Regions from separate parts of the Mus musculus genome. Here all the other regions are linked to region 2. The links are chromatin contacts, called in public Hi-C and promoter capture Hi-C maps. All regions are on one chromosome and are shown on one strand. Each heading gives the region's core, a stretch centred on a gene start, on an enhancer-like site or on the middle of the called end of the contact. The rest is flanking DNA. Distances are from core to core; before and after follow the strand shown. Region 1 holds the start of Baz2a (bromodomain adjacent to zinc finger domain, 2A). Region 2 holds the start of Agap2 (ArfGAP with GTPase domain, ankyrin repeat and PH domain 2). Region 3 holds the start of Gls2 (glutaminase 2 (liver, mitochondrial)). Region 4 holds the start of Rbms2 (RNA binding motif, single stranded interacting protein 2). Region 5 holds the start of Coq10a (coenzyme Q10A).

Region 1 (2,700 bases), core at 29-2,528, 1.0 Mb before region 2:
TTCCTCTTCAAGACACTCCAAGCATCCAACCTTAAGCACTACAGGACACACACACTGCGCCCTTCCCAGCACCTTTAGTTGTGACTCAGAGTAGTATAAGACAAACCCTGACACCCATTCTACTAATTCTGGAGGCAGGGGCACTAGAGAAGGAGCTCGGGGCTCAGCTGGATGGAAAGAGTATTTCCTATTGAAGGTAGGGTAATTATAAAGACCTCCCACTCCATGACTGAACCGATCTTGCCTTAGCCACAGCTCTTGGCCCTGTAGCAATTCCCATTGGTTCCTTTTCGGCACTCAGGTTCGGAGGAGACAATCTCACCGTATTTTGGTAAGGTTAGGTTCTCTCATAATATGCCAAAAAGATTGTAACCCCTCCCCTTCTCCAAGTGGGTCTGCGCCCCTCGGATTTAGTCTCCAAATTCCCCAACGGACAGCTGGGCATATGATAGGCATATAAGACAGTGACATCTCGGGGTTTTTGTTTGTTTTGTTTTCTGGAGTAACCTGAAATAGAGAAGGTTGGGCTTCCTTTGCCTTACCCAGCACCCCCAATCCCTTAGAGACTTAGCCCCAGTCTTGTTCTGCCGCAACAGCCGCTGAAGCGGAGTATCACAAGGTTCCCGCAGCGCCGCTGCCCCCGGCGCCCGGACTAGGGGGAGGGGCCAGCTCCAGCGGGGCCGAGCGCCCTTCCCACCGAGATCAGGGGGCGGTGCTCGGGTCCGACCCCAAACTCGGCAAGAAAAGCTTTAGGTGAGACTTAGCTGAACTTGAAGGGTGAGCGGAGCAGGGCGGACAGCGCCCGTAACGTGCGTCGTACCCCCCGCCCCCCGCACTACCAGGAGAGGGGTTGGGGTGGCGGTTATCTCCCCCCCCCTCCGGGGTTAGGATGGCGTGGGAAAGCGCTAGTTCCAGAGAAGAGGAGGCGAAACCCAGACCGCGGGAGAGCTTTCTGGCGAGGGAGGCGCGGGGGAGGGGAGATCCAGGGCCGGAATAGGAGGGGTTCCCGGGAGAGGATGGCGGAGAGGCGTGAGAAGCCTCCGGATCCCGGGCGCAGAGGACAGGGGAGGAACGGGCGAGGAGGCAGGGCGGGGGAGAGAGCAAGGGCAGCGGGCGCAGGGAAGGTCAGAGCTTGGATCCCAGGGGAGGAAGCGGCTGCGGGGACGCCCTGCCCTGGACCCCGGGCCTGGAGGCGGATGCCGGGCCTCACCTGAAGCAGGGCCGGGCCGGGCGGCGGCGGCGGCGCAGGTGGCCGAGCCGGGCGGCGGCGCCTCCTCCCCCAGCCCGAGGCCGGCGGCGGAGGGGGGGGGGGCGGCGCTTAAAGGGGCAGGAGCCACCCGGGTGAGGACGAGCGCTCAGGGACGGCTGTCGCGAAGGCTCCGCTGGGGGAGGGGACGGCGGGTGGCGTCTCCTAGGGGCCAGAACCAGGAAGGATCCCAGATGCAGGAAAAGACAGAAACTTCTGCGGCGTAGTTGGGGACAGCGGTGGGTCTGAACTGGAGTACTTGAAGAGCTCTTTTTGCCGGCACGGGGCGCCCAGCTAAGACTTATTCACAAAGGAGGCTGGAGAGACAGTGGGAGCCACAAAGATTCAAGGAGGCCTAGGAGAGCAGGAGAGGGAACTCAAGGCCGAGAGCATGTCGGGGTCACGCACAGCGCCCTGCTAGGTAAACAGGCTTCTCCCGGCCCTATCCGTACTACAGCTGTACAAATCTGGAATCAGGAAACCACAGAGGCAAAACGCTCTCTGTCCTGTCAATGGTGGAGGCCATCCGTAACAGGGTCGTGAGGCTGATGCAGGGCTAAGAATCGACTTTATTCATTGCTCGGTTTGGCCCCAGCCACCACCACCACCCTTGCAGCAACCTCTGGGGCAACAGGAAGCAGCTGCTCAGTGCAGCCCCGACCCGGTGGTGGGTTAAAGGGGGGAGGAAGAAACACCGAGAGAAACTAGGGGGAGGGGAAGCATCTCTTACAAGACCAAGACTGAACTAGTAATGAATACAGTAAAATACTACTTGAATCTCTGCACTTAAATTGGAGCGGGGGGTTCTAGGGTGAGGAAGGAAGCCCTAACCTAAGATACAACCCCAGGCTCTTCCTTAGAGCTGGAGCTTGCCAATGCTCAGCAGCTCACCAGCTAAGCCCCGTGTCCCCCCCACAGTCCGTTTCTCTTCCTTCACTCCCCCAAAAGAGCAAAGGTTAGGCCCCACCCCTGCTGAGTCAGCCAGAGAGGGAGCTGGGCATCCCTCAGGCCTTTCCCAGGGGCAGCTATCATACTTACCCATGTCAGGCTGGCAGGACTCAGGATTAGGACCCAGATTCTCACTGTCCTTGGGTCTTGCTTCAATTGAAGGCTACTGTTGGATCCTGTCCAACTATGGGCTGGGAACTCGCAAACCCCAAAAAAGCCAATGTATGCTTCCTGCGAACGACACAGCCTGAACTGCTGTAGGGTGATGTCCCTGTATGACAGACTGGGGTGGGAGGGAGGAGGGAAGGGCGGGGCTTTCATTGGGTGGAGAGAGGGAGGAGGCGAGGACAGGGCCGACCGGAGAAATATGGAGGAAGGTTAGAACTATATTAATACTTTAGGACTGTGGTTGAAGGGGACAGTAAAGGATGAAGGAAACAAAGAGTTACAGCTAGCGAGAGAGAAAGGTTCTCTACAAACCTTAGAGAACACGAACACCGGGATGG
Region 2 (2,700 bases), core at 99-2,598:
TGACAGGCGGCTGCCTGCGCCCTTGCCCCCGCCGGCTTTGGCTCCACTAGTGGTCACGGTCTTGAAAGGCTTGGGAGCAGGTGGAGGAGGCGCCACCTTGAGCCTTCGGCTACCGGTGCCAGGATGCGGGGAGGACGAGCCCGGGACTCCGCCACCCGTCCGGCCTTCAGGTTCCGGACCCCCCCAGCTCGGGCTGCTGAGTAGAGGGCGCCGGGAGGAAGAGGGGGCGCCTCCCGGCTTGGAGTCCGGGCTCAGCCCCCCGGAGAGCGGGGGTCCCGGAGGGGCGGCCCATAGGGACAGTCGGCGGCCCGGAGCCGGGGAGACCGGGCGAGCCGGACTGGCCGGAGCCGGGGACAGCGCGGGGGGCTCCGCACCCCCGGTGCCTGCGCTGCTGGTACTGATCCACAGCGCATCCTGCCGGTGGAAGAGACGCTCGTGCCGCTTCTTGCCGGGTTCCTCCGAGCCTCGGGGGCTGCCAGGATCTCGGGGCTCGGAGCCTCTGGCCCCGGGGGCGCCGGCTGCGGCTGCAGATGGAGAAGGCGGCGGCGGAGGTACCGACTCGAGCTTGACCAGGGTCAGCGAGATGAGGTAGGTCGTTGTCCGGCGCTGAAGCGCGCCCGCGCCCCGGCTCATGGGGCCCGGAGACCCCCGAGCTGGGGAGGGGAGGGGACTCCCCGGGTATGCCTCAGGGGGGCCCGGCCATGGGGCCGCCCTGCTCGCTGCCCCCAGCCCCCGGACCCCTCTGAGCCCCCGGCCCGGCTCCGCTGTCGCCGCCGCCTCCGCCGCCTCCTCTTGCGCCCCCCTCCCATCACATGGGGCGCCCCCTCCCCATGCTCCCCGCCCTGCGCCCCCACCCCCTTGGAGCCCCGGGACCTTGGTGCTGCTCCAGGGAGGCGCGCCGGATCGTGCACCCCGGTCTGGGTGGGGGCGTTGAGATGGGCGGAGGAGGGTGGAGAGGACAGTAGTGGGGGCAAATGGGGATGAAGGGAAAGAGGGTAGAAAGGGGGACAGGGGCCTGGGGGAGAAGCTTGGGTGAGGGGAAGGCAGGGGCGGGAATGCGGACTCAATGGGCAGAGGCCGCAGATGCAGTGGGAAAGGGGGGTCTTGAGGGTAGAGACTAGTGGGGCTGTCTGTGCGGGGGATTCGCAGGAGCACGGGGAGGATGCTAGGGATGGAGCTATTGGAGGCGGTGAGGGAGGAAAGAGGGAACGGGAGGAGATAGGAACCCACGGGTCTGGGGTCTGGGAGGGGAGGGGCGTGGATCCTGGAGAAGAGTAGGGGGGGGGGTTCGCCCGGGATCGGCTCGGTCCGGATGCGCGTTGTGTCCGGGCGCTCCCCTCACATTGAGGAGGAGGCGGCCCGCGGGCCCCCCCACCCCATCTCTCCTCCCCCCCCCCCCCAACACCGCTGTCTGCTAGGGCGGTACAAAATCCAGGACTGGATTTCCCTCCCAAAACCTGGACTGGATTTCCTGGTACTTGGAGTCACCTCCACCAACTACCTAGCCCCCTCATTTCTCACACCATGATTAGGGGACACGAATGTGGACTGTGACATTTAGGGACAAAGGTAAAAAAAACTGAACTATTGGCTGGACAGGTACAGGAACAGAGAGAACTCTTTGTCCCCGTCAATTCTGGGGAAGCTGAAATGGGCTATCCCTTCCCAGGGCCTTTCCCCTTCCCCTCGCAGGGTACCTGGGTGAGTCTCCCTTCTCATCACCCAGCTCCCTCTCCCACCCCGCTCCCACCCTATACTGAGTACTTGCACTGCGCCTTGAACTCATTGTCCCAAAGTGAACTTGGAAAGTGTCCCCAGGGATGGGGACAAACAAGGAACTTAGAAGGGTAGGGAGGGGGAGGGGGTTTGCCTCTGGAGGGGAGAAGCTTGAGGGCTTCTGAGCCCAATCAGCAGCATGAGTCAAAGGCCCAGCTCAAGGTGGAAGAAATACATCTACCGACTGACACCCCCCCTATTCCAAAATGCATCTAGTCTCCATAGCAACCGTAGCTCCAAGAGTGCCTCCGAAGCAGCAGCAGGGATAAGCGGAGAGGAGGGATCAGTGTGTAGGATGGGTGGGAGACCAATCAGGGGATGCTGGTTAGTGAAGGCCTTACTCTCACACCTGGATACCCACCTGCGGGGGGGGGGGCGGATTTTGCTCCCTGGACACAAGGAACCCCCTCAGCTGAGCCAGCGGGAGCCAGCCTTTTAGGTGTTTCCATTCAGTGTCCTGAGGTCTATGTAGCCCGGTTCTTACAGCAGGTGTGTGTGTGTGTGTGTGTGATGGGGGTGGGGGGAGGCAGAGCGAATGGACACCATTTGTGCTGTGTCCCCACCCCTTTGGGGGCTTTAGAGTTCAAGGCTTTGTCCTCCAGAGGGGCAGAGAAATATGAACAGTTAAGCCCTTGCAGAAGAGAGACTGAGACCCCATGGAGGGAGGAGAGATGCTGGAAGGAAGGAAGATCTCCCTGAAGCCTTGGAGACCCCTGCCCGGGATCTGGAGAGTCTCCGCGGTACTTTGATTTGGCGTCCCACCCTCTTGACGCAGCCCAGACTATAATAAGTGCTGCCGTGGGCGGCTCTTGGAGGCAGGAGCCAGCACCGTGTTCTTCGGCCTGGTAGGGGGTAAGGGTTGGGGGCTGAACCGGGATGCCAGGAGTCCTTTTGTTCTACAGAGACTCATTCCCACTCTCTCCC
Region 3 (2,700 bases), core at 192-2,691, 1.1 Mb before region 2:
CTTGAAAAAACAAACAACAACACAATTCTGTCACATACTGCAGTGAATTGTGATGCGTAAGGAGGACTCAGGGATGCCTCTGGCTCCTCACCCCAAAGGTCTTACAAGGGAACGGATAAGCAAATGGTATTTGCTTACCCAACCATATTTATTGGTGTTGAGGTAGTTTGCTGTGTCAGTCTGGTTCATTTAATTATGGTGTGCATATGTTTCTAAATATCACTAAGCTGATATGATAGGGAAAAAACGGTCCATTTCCTATACTGCCATAATGAGGCAGGAGCTACCAGGACAACGTCCAGCTGGATGTCTGAGGATAACAAATTTCATGCTTTGAAAACACTCCTCTTGGGGCTGGAGAGAAAGCCCAGCTACTAAGCATTCCTGGGCAATGTATGCTGGGGGGGGGGGGGTCGACTTCCTGGGTTGAAGATGGCCCCAAAGGGGAAAAACACTTCAATTTAGAGAGGCAGAGCAACGCAATAGCTGACTGGTTTAGGAACTGTCTCACAATTTTCTCATTTATGAATAATCAACGCATTCCAAAACCAAGTTGGAAACTTGATTATCAGTGTTTTGCCAGCATATAAGATATTCCACGGTTAAGCTCTGCTACAAAAACACTCCGGACACATACGCACCTACGTGCGCATCAGCAATGACGCACACCGCACATTACCCACTGACGACAGGCAGAGACAAGAAACCCCACACAGTCAGACCCAAGCGCACTTGGACCTGGGGCAGGAAGCTGTTCGATATCCACAAAATTCCCTAAAATACTGGGACCAGAGAAGAGAGGCTGGGGATGGGCAGGTGTGCACTCGGCCCTGCACTCAGACACGTGCACCAAGCAACACTCCGCGCCCATCTGCGTTCCCAAATAAGTACGCACCTTGGACAGGCATCATCTCGAAGACCGACCTGCCCAAACGCCCTCCCGGGCGGACAGCACCTGACCGCCCGAGCGCGGCGGACAGCACCTGACCGCCCGAGCGCGGCGGACCCAAAGCCCCACATCTAAAGGAAAAGGCATCGCAGGCTAGTGAGCGCGGAGAGGAGATGAGATGCGCTCGCTCTCTGGGGAAGGGGACTCCCAGGGAGCTAGCGAGAACGACAGTGGGAGTGGGAGCCAGCCTGTCCCCTGCCCCTGTCCCGCGAGCCTTACTGATCCGAGTGCTGCGGCTGGTGGCTGTGCGGCGTCCCCCTGCCCTGCGCTGCGGCCTCACCGAGGTAGTACCGGACGCCCCTGCCCAGAAGCGGGCCCCGGCTCGGATGACCCCAGCCTCCCCGCCGACCGTGGCTGCCCGCGCGGCTCAGCGCGTTCTGCAGAGCCCTCATGGAGCGCATGCCCCCGGCGCGCCACCCGCTCGGCCCGGGCGCTCCAGACGTGCGAGCGGCGGCGAGGAGGGAGGGGCGGAAGAGTGGCGGGCGAGACTAGGAGCCCGGGAGCAGTCCTGGGGCCAGTGGAGCCTGCGGGGGGGGGGTGGGGGGGGGAAGGACCGGCCCGGTGGGAGTGGTTGGGGTCCGGGGAGGGGCCAGTCCGGGACGACTCGGATCCCGCAGGTACACCCATAGTCCCCTCACAGCCTCCAGCCAGGAGCGCCACGGGTTCGATTGAGGAGAAGCTGGAGGCGGCTGGGTGGGGAGGGGGCGTGGTCTGGAGTCAAAAGGGACAGGAACCGCGTCCAATCACTGAGGAGGAGGAACGCTGGGAGGCGGGGAAAGGCGCGGGAGGCTGGGACAGTCGGGACACCGGCGCGCGTCAGAGCTTTGGCGGGGAGAGGATCGGCCTCTGCGCAGTCGGAGTTCGTGGAAACGCGCCAGGGCTGGGGACGACGGAGTGCTCTGGTGCAGATGAAAACGCCACACTTTCAAAGAGAGATGAGAGCGAGCGGGATGCGGGAGCCACGTAGTGACCTTCCATGTTCGAAGGCCAGGGGTGGCCAGTGCACACTTACAGGCAGGCGGTGCGGGCTGCAAACACCCCAATCACGGATGCGCGCTGGCGCTGAGTGGACAGAAAGACGGTCCAGAAGCAGCCCGCCGCGCTTCATTGCTAGGCGTCATGGAGCCCAGGTTCTTAGGTCATTTGGTGGCTGCGGAGGACTTATAGTCTCTCTCTAAAGTTCTCTTTCTCTAAAGTTCACGTATTAAAATAAGCCAGTGAACTCAAAATCTTCCCCCCCCCCACCCCCCCCAGACAGGGTTTCTCTGTATAGCCCTGGCTGTCCTGGAACTCACTTTGTAGGCCAGCCTGGCCTCGAACTCAGAAATCCGCCTGCCTCTGCTTCCCAAGTGCTGGGCCGGCTGAAATCTTTTTTTATTGTTGTTTTAGAAACAGGGCTTTGAGATATAGCCCTTGTTGCCGTAGTACTCAGTTTGTAGCCCGTGTTGGCCTTGAATTCGTGGCCAACCTTCTACCTCAACTTCTCAAGTGCTAGAATTGCAGGGGTGTGCAACACCACACGCATGCCGGTGCGCGTGCACACACACACAAACACACACACACACACGACAAAAAAGCAAAGAAACACAAAACATATACGTGCTCCCCCAATTGTTTTTAGTTTTAAGACCTGGCCTCTCCGTATCTCTTAGAACTTACGAGCTAGACCAGCCTGACCTCAAACTCTCAGATCCACCTACTTTAGGCTCCAGAGTGTTGGGATTAAAGGTGTGGTCTTGGTTTGTAGTGGA
Region 4 (2,700 bases), core at 27-2,526, 1.1 Mb before region 2:
CAGTGGGGGTGCACACCTTTGATCCCAGCATTTGGGAGGCAGGGGTAGGCAGATATCCAGGCCAGCCTGGTCTACAGAGTGAGTTCCAGAACATTCAGGGCTACACAGAGAAACCCTGTCTCAAAAAATAAAAAATAAAACATTGTGTGTGTATGTGTGTCTCTGTGTGTGTTTTGTGTACTTATGTATGTGTATATACGTATGCATGTGTATATGATGGGGGGGGGGAGTGGGAGAGGGAGAGAGAGCACACATGTGTGAGCATGCTGGTATCCATGGAAGCTAGTGGCCATAGAGGTGACTGTGAGTCACCTCATGTGGATGCTGGGAATCAGCTGTGCTCTCCTGGAGTAGCAGCCATGCTCTTAACCCCTGAGCCAGCTCTCCAGACTCCAAAATCTTTCTTACTGCATCAAGATCACCCTAATATAAGCTGGGCCTGGGCGTGGTGGTGCACACCTTTAATCCCAGTACTCGGGAGGCAGAGGCAGGTGGATTTCTGAGTTCGAGGCCAGCCTGGTCTACAAAGTGAGTTCCAGGACTGCCAGGGCTACACAGAGAAACCCTGTCTCAAAAACCAAAAAAAAAAAAAAAAAAAATCACCCTAATATAAACTAGTCTGAGCTCTGAGCTCTCACACACGGTATTGCCATATAGTCTTCTTTCCATGCTCTGGGAGGCAGTCAAGATGGTCCTTTTACACTAAGCTTGATGTCTTTAAATATATATATATATATATATATATACTATTTCATTTATTTCTTTTTGTATGTGCATATGTGGGCATGCCACATTGGGTGCTGGGGTCGGGGGAGAAAAATTTTTGGTAGCTGGTTCTCTCCTTCTACCATGTAGATCTGGGAACTGAGCATAGGCCTGGCAACTTACTAAGACATTTTTCAGGCCAAGTTTGAAATCTTGTAGCTGAGATCTCAGGGAAAGAAAGCTTCAAATCAAAACAAAACAACAACAAAAACCATTGTCTTTTATTAATAATAGGTTAATTGTCTTTTCATAATAATCAGAACTTGTTCATGGAGAAACAGGGTTACATTTGAAAAGGATTAGACCTAAGAATTCTTCTTTCTAGCTTGAACTAAGCCTATGAAAACCAAAACCAAAACAGAACATCCCGGGCATTAGGACCCAGTGGAAGTGGCTCGTTCTGACTTTGGGTTAACTTCTCTCAGTGACGTAAGGAGCAGACCTAGCTCATTCTTCCCCGCAGGCCCCCCCCCCACTCCCTCTCTCTCTCTTGCGTGCTCCTTTTCTCCTCTTTCTCCTCCCCCTCCCTTCTCCCTTCCCTCCCTCTTTCCCTCCCTTCCTCTCTCCCTCTCCTTTCCCCCTCCCCTCCTCCCTCCCTCTTTCTCCCTCCCTTTCCTTCACTCTCTTCTTTCTCTCTCTCAGCTCCGTAACAGTAAAGAAAAAATGCTGCTATCAGTGACTTCCAGGCCTGGGATTTCGACTTTTGGCTATAACAAGAACAACAAGAAGGTAGGAAAAAAGTGCTTTTGGGGAATCAGCTACTTCCTTTCCTAGGGATCCAGGAGCGCCCTTGGTTTTAGAATTCTCCTTTAAGAGGGGAACGAGATTCCTCTGTCCCCCTTCAGCGCCTCTCCTTCCACCGCGTCTTTCCTGCCTTTTTGCACCTGGTTCTGGAGTTAAAGGAATTTAGAGCAGAAGTTTGTGAGGCTGGAGGAGGCAGCGGAATAAAAACAACCAACTTTGCAAGTTTGTATCTTCTGAAACGAAGTTAGTCTGCCTGTCTGCTGCTGCGCCCATGGTCCCGGGGATAGTCTGACAACTCAGACCTTGTCCCTAGGCTCACACCCGGCAAGATTATTTTATCATTTTGGTTAATTGCATCCACCCTTACCCCCACCTCACTTCGCTTTTTACTCAACCCACCAGATAGCAGAAAAATTACAGGTAGTTTGAGAGGTCTCAAGGCTCATCAAGAATTAAGTGTGTGCTTCTAGACGAGAGACCCTACCCCACCCCACCCATCCTGGCAGAGGAATTTGGGGAGATAACATGCTTTGGGATTAAGGCAGAAAGCTCTGTGATTCTTTGGGTCATGCCTTTTGAGAGGATACTTGGAACCCTGCAGATAGCCAGGCTTAGCAAGGATCCCTGGAGTCTTTATGATTAACCCCTGGCTGCCTGAGGAGTTAAGGTATGTTTGAGTGAATGAACAGCCTGGAGAGAGATAGACAGGCTTGCCCACATTTGCCAGAGAGTATCCTTGGCAGTTTCTTGGCATTTTGTGGTATGCAATGCTGGAGGAGGAGCTTTGAGCCATAGCAGGAAGACTTTTTGGTCTCTTTTGAGCATTACAGCTGTTCTTTAAGAAAACACGTGGTGCAGAGATCTATGCTTGTTTGATGGAATGTTGGAGGTGGGGAGAGATTCATATCCTCGTGGACCTGAAAAGACCATTTCAGAGACTCGAATACTAGTATCTCATCAGGGCAGTACTCTGGTGGGTAGTTTATGTGGTTTTCATTCTGTTTATGTGCTTAAGAAAGAAAGCTCTACAGCCAGGTGATGGTGCAAGCCTTTAAATCTAGTACCCAGGAAGCAGAGGCAGTCCAATCTCTAAGTTCAACACCGGCCTGGACTACAAGCAAGTTCCAGGACAGCCAGAGCTACAGAGAGAAACCCTGTGTCAAAAAACAAACAAAAACAAAAAAAGAAATG
Region 5 (2,700 bases), core at 43-2,542, 1.3 Mb before region 2:
TCTATGACCTTATTTGTGTAAAGCATTTGACTTGTATCACAATGTAGCTTTGATTGCCTGTCTTCTTCCTGCCAGCACATTTCCTTTGTCAGGCAAAGCTCGAATCAATGTGGGGAGCTTTAACCCAGCGTAGGGAAAGCAGAGCTTGCTCTGTGACAGTCGGGAGAATTTTGCTTGCTCTTGCACCCGTCTAGGCTAATCTCTTTCTAATTTGTAGTTTATTTCTCTTCTCTCTTTTTCCTTTGGTCATACTTTTCCCAAGAGCGCTTGTTTTTTCCTTGAATCCTGGGACGTAGTATTCACCTTTGGGCTTTCTGCCTGTGATGTCTCGTCCTCCATTGAGTACACATTTTTCCCCGACAGTGATGGTGCTTTTTTCTAAAAGTAAATTTTGGCTAGTAGTAGCTCACACCTGTAATTCCAGCAACTGGGAAGTGGCAGCAAGAAGGTGCATATGAGTTCAAGGTCAGTGCAGGTTACAGAGCAAGATCATGACACCCCAAAGCCCTCCTGGAGAGCATGCATGTCTGTAATCTCAGCAGCTAAGAGTCAGGACGATATCCAAGAGTTCCAGGGCAACCAAGCTTATATAGCGAGGGCGTCTCAAAGAACAAACAAACCATGTCTTATGTTTGGTTTGGTCTGACAGTAGGGCTTGCTTCTTGTTTAGAGCTGGCTACTCTAAAACTGGGTAGGTAGCCCAGGCTGGCCTGGAACTCGTGGCAACCCTCCTGCTTCTGCCTCAGACTTCTTTCCATAAATATTAGGGAGGAAATTCTGCTCCTAGGGACGTTCATGAAGGAGCACTGCAAATTCAAGGCCTGAATTGTCTTGTCTCGAATAACGAGAAGGGGAGGAAGGGGGAAGGGCGTGTAGATCTAGGAGAGATTATACAAGTCAGCCCAGAACTTGCAAAGTTAATATCCTTTTCCAAAGACATAAACCGGCAGCAGGCACTGCAAAGGCCAGTAGGATGAAAAGAGCCTCTCCTTCTAAAGGGCTCTGAGAAACGTTCCTCTGGACATCGACAGCCATCTGCCGTTGACACGCCCACGACGTCGCCTCTGCGTCTACGTATCAGGTCCTGTGACCACAGACTCGCCAAGTAGTTTGTGCCAGGCGATCTCGCTCCCCCGAGCCATCTCTGCAGCTCCTCCGACACGCACCCAGCGCCCTTTCTTTCACGCCAGAGGTGTCAAAGAAACTACATCTCCCGACAGGCAGCGTTGTCCCTTCCTTCCTCGCGCTCCCTCCTCCCGATCCCTGGCAACGGCGTGACGTGAGGGGACCCAGAGCTGCGGTCACCGCTTCAGTGACAGCCTATCCGGCGCGCGGGCCGGAGCAGGGCGAAGGCAGCCGGAGCTCGCGCCGCCCTTCCTGCCCGGCCTCCCCTACAGCTCGCCGCCGCCGGGAGTGCCAGGCAGGGGCGCGCGCATGGCCTCTGCGGGCGCGCGGAGGCTCCCGGCCCCGACGCGCGCGGCCGCCCGGAGCTGCTGCGGCTTCTCGCTCTGCCGGGGCGCGCGCTCCGTCCCGACCCCGCCCCCGGGCCCTCCGCGGCCGCCGCGTCCAATGAGGTGAGAGGCAGGCACAGACGTCCGCGCAGGACCGGAGGGGGTCGCCCGGCACCCCGAAGTTCAGCGGTGGAGGGTGGCAGCCCTTAGACGGCAGGCCGGAGAAGGGCTGGCATTGGTGGTGCCCTGGGAGTTCGAATGGAGTTCTGGAGATACGCGTACAAGCTAGATGCTCGGGGCGGGTGCGTGCCAGCCACTTCTTGGCCTTCGCCGGCGTTCTGGCTTTGATGTGCCTGGCCTGACCCTGGCGTCAGAGATGCTTCAGTTTGCTTGCAGCAGTAGTGTTGCCTCAAAGGCAGCTGGCACTTAGGACGTGCCCTTCTTTTTCCCATCCCCACCCCTGGCCCTGTCCTCAGCCGCCCTCGACCTTTCGCACTCGTGACTGCCTGGCCAGCCAGCCCAGCTAGCTGCAGCAGGTGCTAGGGGCAGAAAAGCTTGCCCGAACCAACGACCTTCCTCTGTGATGCATCCCTCTTCCCCTTCACCTGAAGTGGTTGAATACAAAAAAAGAATCGTGACGCTGCCTCTCCTTTCTTTTTGGCGCTAGGTTTCTGATTTCCTGTAATCTCTTCTTGCCTCGCGCTGCCCAGGCCTTGGCAGCGGAGGCTGGCCTACCTCATAGTCGTTCCTTCATGGGCTTTGCTGCCCCCTTTACCAACAAGCGAAAGGCTTACTCGGAGCGTAGGATCATGGGGTGAGCATTCCTTTTTTTCCCCTTCAAATAAATAACCATGTACCAGTAGTGGGTAAGATTCATATTGGGCCACTTGTCTCCCCAGCAACGTTTTCGCTGCCAGCCTTTCAACCTAAATTTCCCACCTTAGTTGTTCTGCACGTGTATTAGTCTAGAATTGTGTTACATCATAGAAAGGTAACCGACTAGGTAGTACAGCCTGTAATCTAAGCTTGAAGCTTCCACGGACTACATAGCCAGAGCTGCATCATAGGTATCTCACACACACACATTTTGAGACAGGCTCTCACATAGCCTAGGGTTGGCCTTGAACTTGATATACAGTCAAGAAGACTTTGAACTTATATCTTGCCTCCACCTACCTCCCTAGAGCTGAGATTATAGACATGTGCCACCATGCTGCTGTTTTTCTGCAGTGCTGGGGATTGAACATGC

What was found. Promoter capture Hi-C pulls out the DNA fragments that hold promoters and counts their contacts. A called contact is a pair of places that touch in the nucleus more often than the background predicts.
Region 1: a contact with region 2 is called in a Hi-C map of muscle stem cells, with 8 times the contacts expected there. The contact joins the promoter of Baz2a here to the promoter of Agap2 in region 2. A contact is called at or near these places in 17 of 39 promoter capture datasets (the C10 cell line, the HPC-7 cell line, HPC-7-derived erythroid cells and 13 more), 15 of 484 Hi-C or Micro-C datasets (B cells, CD4 T cells, cerebellar granule neurons and 8 more), 9 of 115 datasets of contacts at active chromatin or transcription factors (astrocytes, embryonic forebrain, epiblast stem cells and 6 more) and 4 of 9 other capture datasets (adipose tissue, liver, macrophages and 1 more).
Region 3: a promoter capture Hi-C map of neutrophils shows a contact between it and region 2, with 4 times the contacts expected there. The contact joins the promoter of Gls2 here to the promoter of Agap2 in region 2. A contact is called at or near these places in 6 of 39 promoter capture datasets (cranial neural crest, hippocampal neurons, liver and 2 more) and 1 of 9 other capture datasets (adipose tissue).
Region 4: a promoter capture Hi-C map of hippocampal neurons shows a contact between it and region 2, with 4 times the contacts expected there. The contact joins the promoter of Rbms2 here to the promoter of Agap2 in region 2. A contact is called at or near these places in 9 of 39 promoter capture datasets (the C10 cell line, cranial neural crest, embryonic stem cells and 5 more) and 1 of 9 other capture datasets (adipose tissue).
Region 5: a promoter capture Hi-C map of hippocampal neurons shows a contact between it and region 2, with 8 times the contacts expected there. The contact joins the promoter of Coq10a here to the promoter of Agap2 in region 2. A contact is called at or near these places in 12 of 39 promoter capture datasets (the C10 cell line, the HPC-7 cell line, the SN4741 cell line and 8 more), 2 of 484 Hi-C or Micro-C datasets (B cells and bone marrow-derived macrophages) and 3 of 115 datasets of contacts at active chromatin or transcription factors (embryonic midbrain, embryonic stem cells and pancreatic cancer cells).

The regions. Positions count from the first base shown.
Region 1 is chr10:128,091,361-128,094,060 of GRCm38.p6, reverse strand. It overlaps Baz2a (bromodomain adjacent to zinc finger domain, 2A), which reads right to left and starts at 1,278. Exons shown (of 30, transcript NM_054078.2): 1 at 1,211-1,278.
Region 2 is chr10:127,077,555-127,080,254 of GRCm38.p6, reverse strand. Agap2 (ArfGAP with GTPase domain, ankyrin repeat and PH domain 2) reads right to left here and starts at 1,348. Exons shown (of 19, transcript NM_001033263.5): 1 at 1-1,348. The coding sequence starts at 633.
Region 3 is chr10:128,193,376-128,196,075 of GRCm38.p6, reverse strand. It overlaps Gls2 (glutaminase 2 (liver, mitochondrial)), which reads right to left and starts at 1,441. Exons shown (of 18, transcript NM_001033264.3): 1 at 1,169-1,441. The coding sequence starts at 1,350.
Region 4 is chr10:128,175,144-128,177,843 of GRCm38.p6, reverse strand. Rbms2 (RNA binding motif, single stranded interacting protein 2) reads left to right here and starts at 1,276. Exons shown (of 13, transcript NM_019711.2): 1 at 1,276-1,494. The coding sequence starts at 1,429.
Region 5 is chr10:128,367,572-128,370,271 of GRCm38.p6, reverse strand. It overlaps Coq10a (coenzyme Q10A), which reads left to right and starts at 1,292. Exons shown (of 5, transcript NM_001374700.1): 1 at 1,292-1,574; 2 at 2,119-2,265. The coding sequence starts at 1,435.